Regions from separate parts of the Mus musculus genome. Here region 2 is linked to region 1. The links are chromatin contacts, called in public HiChIP or PLAC-seq maps. All regions are on one chromosome and are shown on one strand. The core of a region is the stretch at or near the end of the contact, and the rest is flanking DNA. Distances in the headings are between cores, read along the strand shown.

Evidence for each region. HiChIP or PLAC-seq counts read pairs in DNA pulled down with a chosen protein or histone mark.
Region 2: a contact with region 1 is called in an H3K4me3 HiChIP or PLAC-seq map of bone marrow-derived macrophages, with 4 times the contacts expected there. The contact joins the promoter of Slc24a5 here to the enhancer-like site in region 1. A contact is called at or near these places in 6 of 39 promoter capture datasets (the C10 cell line, embryonic stem cells, frontonasal cranial neural crest and 2 more), 1 of 115 datasets of contacts at active chromatin or transcription factors (bone marrow-derived macrophages) and 2 of 9 other capture datasets (adipose tissue and liver).

Annotation. Positions count from the first base shown.
Region 1 is chr2:124,572,533-124,575,232 of GRCm38.p6, forward strand. It overlaps a transcript of Sema6d not described here. Among named protein-coding and RNA genes, the nearest start is that of Sema6d, 80 kb to the right of the region's middle. Within about 2 kb of position 1,444, at least 7 of the 459 cell types and tissues checked have an H3K27ac peak or open chromatin away from gene starts, as enhancers often do. A contact at or near this core is called in bone marrow-derived macrophages, where this site is marked.
Region 2 is chr2:125,066,770-125,069,469 of GRCm38.p6, forward strand. It overlaps Slc24a5 (solute carrier family 24, member 5), which reads left to right and starts at 1,358. Exons shown (of 9, transcript NM_175034.3): 1 at 1,358-1,532; 2 at 2,003-2,182. The coding sequence starts at 1,412.

The DNA of each region.
Region 1 (2,700 bases), core at 194-2,693:
CAGCCTGCTTTGCCATTAATAACGATAATTTTAAAATGATAACCATAATTTGAAAACCAATAATGACAAGAATAGCTACTAACACTTATTCAATACAGACTGCATGCTTGGTAGTATCTTCAGAACTATGGAAGCTTTACATCCATGTGTTTATTTGGTATCACGTGTCTTAGCTATGTGCCCCATCACTGTTGCAAAAGACAACAGCAAACTGAGGGGGTAAAGATTTATTCTAGCTCACAGTGATAGATGTTAAGTGGCAATAATAAAATATATGTAAAACTGGAGCATGGGTGATAGGAAGGAAGAATGAGGAACAGGGAGCAAGAAGCACTGGTGGGACAGTAGATGGGACATGGCAGAGCAGAGGAGTGAGTTTGAAGAAAGATAACTAGCACTGACCTGTGAGAAAGTCATATGTAAACCTACTACTATGCAAGCATGTGTGTGTGTGTGTGTGTGTGTGTGTGTGTGTTTCCTGTATGAAAAGAGTTTAAGTTGAGTTGCCCTATAATTAGGAAAGAATGTTCTTCTTAGACACCATAGGCTATCAAATAAAACCCAGAACCAGGAAGAAGAAAAAAAAGAGGTTACCATCCATCATGGCAGGGAAGTCACACTGCCTGACGTGTGAAGAAGCTGACCACATTGTGTCCACAGTGGAGAAGCAGAGAGTAACGAATACTTGTGCTCAGCTCCAGAATCCAGAATTCCAGCATAGGGAATGGTGCTAACCACAGTGGGCAGGTCTTCCCACCTCGGTTAACCTGATTAAGACGATCCCTCTCAGGCATGCCCAGAGGCTCTTCTTCCAGGTAATTCAAGATCTCATCAAGTAGACAGTAGAGATTAATCATTATACTGTATAATCATTTGTACTAAACACTGGGTACCATTGAATACTGAAGTACAGAGACATGGCATAAAATGTAATTCCCTGAAAGCAGGCAGGTTTGGCTGTTCAGTTCACTGCAATGTTCCTGTTGGGACTCTAAGATTGCAGTCACATTCCAGGAGCTTAATAATAATTTGCTAAATGCATAAATGAACATTGCTTGTCTAAGCTTTTGATGTTGGCAGTTGTACAACAATAATTGAAAGTTAAATATTTATCAAACTGTAAGACATTTTAGAATGGAAATTCCCTTTAAAATTTTGCTTGGCTTGGCAGGTTTACCACGACCATTCTCACTTTTAATTATTCAGTATCTATTAATTTTAATAGAAAAAATGTGAGGAACTCCATTCATTCATTTATTCACTTGCGAATTTATTTTTAAAAATATCCACCATATGCTGTCTAGAGTCTAGACTCAATGCCACATATCAGAAACATGAATTGTATGATAAAAAACTAAGCAAAGAACGTTACTGATAAGCTGTAGAGACATGTCACTCACAAAAGAGGAAGAAGAGGAAGTAAGTATGCTCTGGCGGTCAAGAGTAAATATGGTGCTGAGAAACACACACTTCAGTTTTTAGACTTCCACTGAAGCATCCCTAAGTATGGAGGAATGTGGCCTTTCACGTCCTGAGTTAAGCTTGTGTGTCTCTAAGAGGCCACCATAAGCATTGGACACTCTTGAGAAGTGACATTTAATACAACCTTCATGGAAATTGAGTTTCTAGGAGTCGGAATCTGAGGCAATTGCTCTGAAGCTAACAGATTGTGGAGCGGTGGGAGGAGCATGAGGGAGAGCAGAAGAGGTCAGGGGAAGCTGCACCAGGCACCCCTGAGTCAGAGTGGACTTTGCAGCATCAGAGTCGGTTGCCTAGGTGAATAGGAAGTCTTTAAAAGGGACATTTAGTGATGTCTGAATGGCCAACTGAAAGGGTGAGTGGGATGTGTGGGAGGGATTTATCCTAAGATGTTTTCCTCCACACTTATCAAAGTCTGTTCCACATGGAAATGCTTCTTTTATATTCTAGGAGGGCAATGTGGAAGCCACAAAGCAAAGTCACCAGAAAAGGTGAGGTATGACTTTGTGTCTAGAGTGGTGGAAGGGCCTTGAGACTTTCAAAAGATCTGGAGACAGGTGCCACTCAGTGGCTCTGAGACTACTCACACAGATATCTAATACAACCAGAAAGAAAAATTAATCCCAGTAAGATATTCCATGTCCCATCATGGCTTTGCACCTCCAGTAGCATCCACTCATACCCCTGGGAGATCTGAAGGCCAGAGGGAAACTCAACTTGATTAGAAGCATTTGAAGTATCCTAAGGGTAAATTGGACCAGTGAAGAGGTTCCACTGAAGGATAATTGGTCTGGATTTGCAGAAGAGATAAAAAATGAAAATATAGTGGCTGTTGACTCCTAACTATGGCACAATTGGAAAGCAGGAGGTAAGATATTCCTGCAGGGTGTTAAGATATGTAAGTAACAGGTCTTTAGGTCACTTGTTCAATTATTTATATATCTGACTGGCTCTTACAAGGAGTCATATTATAAATTATTTTTAATACTTCACTAGTAAAATGATATAAGTCATTGAATTCACAAAAAGAGAAAATGCATTAAGTATTTAGATATTTTAGAAGGGTCACTTAATTATGCTCAAAACTTCTGAAAGTTTTACAATGGCTTCAGTGGATAGTAGTTTCATTCCTAGACAGGAAATATCAGTCATCTAATCATGGTCAGACCAACATCAAATACTATAAAAGAAAAAAAACCCAAGAAATTCTCCAAGAAAAGA
Region 2 (2,700 bases), core at 108-2,607, 490 kb after region 1:
GAGAGTTCAAGGAGGGCTCTGCTCCACTTGCTGAGAACAGACTCCTATAGCTTCTATGCCCGTGCCTCAGTGACCAGGCATCCCAGTCTCGGCTCCACAGGGCACATCCGGAAAGCTGAGTGTCAGAGAGGTTTCCACCAGGAAGGTGCTGGGTGGTTTTTAAACAGCGCAAGCTCATGAACAGCCAGGAGCAGCTCACTCTTTTACACCAGATGCAACAAGCTCTACATCAAAGGCTTGGCACCTTGATTTTTAATTTATCAGTTAATTCATTGTTTGATATTGCATATGTGCATATAATACATTCCTGTCACACCAATTTTATGTACAAAGCAAAGGAATCATAACAGTTGCAAAGCTACAGAATTTCTTCATGGCAGTTTTTAATCTCAGTCCAAGAAATAAGTAATGCCAGACAGGTGACAGAATAACAGAACAATGGCCCCACGGAAGAGACTGTCCTACAAAGGTTACATTTGCCATATAGTACGCACCAAACCAAAAGAGAGGTGATCTCTGCCTTATAGATAGTGGAAGGAAGGAACAGAGAGGTTAAGTACTTGCCTAAGGTCACACAGCTAAGAAACATTGCTTGAACTCAACCACCCTTGTGGTCTCCCCCAGACCCTGTGCCATCAGCCACAGGTTGCTCCACGGCTACAGGTTTTCAGGATCTTGGCAAACTACAGAATGCATTTGAATGCTGTCTGCCTTGTCCAATTAGCATTTTATACAGCTCCTTCTGGCAAAAAGCACAGCTGATCTATGATCAAACAGCATCCAGTCTGTCTCCTGAATAGTTCGTGGCGCTGTGGGCGGCTCTCAATCCCCATAGCTGCCACCTTCACTCACGCGGCCCTCATTTCCCAGTTCAACTGTTACAGTCACCTCCTAATTGACCTTTCTGTCTCTGGCTCTAACTGTAGATGAACATCCAAATAAAATTACAAAGCGTGCCCTGGTAGGCAGAGTATATATACACCTGCCCAAATAATTCCTAGAAACAACGGCTATTGGGAAGGGGGTGGAGGGCGGGGGGGGGGGGGGGGGGACAGCATCAAGCAAACCCAGGTCCTCTCAAATCTAGAGGAAGTCAAAGGCAGAGTCTGTGTGAAGATATTAAAGAGATCCGGCATGAGCAGAATTGCAGACTGCCTGGGCCTGCCATCAGAGTCCCGCATGGAAACAGCTGTAGTCGGTGTTTATCTGCACCCCTCCCTAACTCTTCCAACTTCCCTAGGACTTGGATCTCCTGATCAGAGAAGCCAGGCTGTCTCCCTTGCTGGCCTCCTAAGCTGCGACACCCCCCTCCCCCCGCAGGCACTGGGGAGGAAGGAGACTGCTCACATGATTCAGCATAAGTCTCCCTTGCTCCCTTCCTGAACCACACACTGCAAAGAGCACGCTGGAAATGCGGACAAAATGGGGCCCAACTTGGACAAGGAGGGTCCTGCTGCTGGGGATCTTTTGGGTCTCTGCATACCTGCCTGTCCGTGGTGTCTCCCTGCCCCCGCGCCTCCCAAGGGCCACAGGTAGGTGGCAGTGGGCCCAGACACCCCAGTCCCACGTAGAGATGTGGGATGGAGAGGGGAATGGCCTTGCCCCCTCCCCATCCCCGACTCCTGCTGTATCTGCTCTGCTTCGGAGCCCTGCCGAGGATGGGAAGCGCTCTTGATCAGCCAATGCGTCCTCAAGAGCGTTCTGTAGTAGTTCAGAGACCAAGGGGTGGACAGGGCTGCTCTTCTTATTGTTGGAGACATGATCAGTGCATTCTTCCCATTTAGAAGCAGACACAGAGAGGCGCTGTAATAATGCCTCCCTCCAACTCTCTTCTATCAGCTTATTTCATGAAATAATCTCTTACAAAGGCTATCTAAGGCTTTGAATCATACTCGTATTTCCACCAACTTCCCCATATCCCTCCCAAATACCCCAGTTTAGGCTTTGTGGGCTTCAGACGTGTGACTCCCACATCTTGTGATCTTTTCCTTTTCCTCGGCAGGAAACAGCACGCAATGTGCTGTCTCTCCAGCATCGGAGTTTCCCGAAGGGTTCTTCACCAAGCAGGAGAGCACGGATGGAGGTATCGTAATCTACTTCCTCATTATCCTCTACATGTGCATGGCCATCTCCATCGTCTGCGACAAGTACTTCTTGCCCTCCCTGGAAATCATCAGTGACTGTAAGTTGCCGGGAAGGTCTCCTATGACCTTCCGGAAGAGCTGTTGTCACACAGATGTGTCCATCTCAGCTGGTGGCAGAGCACCCATGTCTGTCCTGGGGTTCTGTGGGGTCCATCCTGGGAGTCCAGGCAGAAGCACGTTTTTTTCAGTTGTTATTATACATGGCTAGCTTCCAGAAGGTTCCTTTTGTTCCAGCACCCCAGGGGCTGTTAAGGAACAGCACCCCCCCCCCCCGGTTTTTTGTACCACTGGGTGCCTGGTCCTCACTGTTTTCTATTTCAAACCCTTTTCACTTGGGCTCTGTGAGTGGGGCAGAAGGAGATGTGGCCAAGGACCTCCTTTCTCTCTACTCCTTGACTGGCATCCTGCAGTTAAGAGAACTGAAATTCATGAACCAATAAGTAAATAAATTCTAAACTCCAAGTAATGGGACCTCAGCTATCAGGTAATAACAACCCTGGGTGCAAAGTGTTAGTAGATTCTGAAGATAAGCTCAGATACGCAAAGCCTGTGGCGC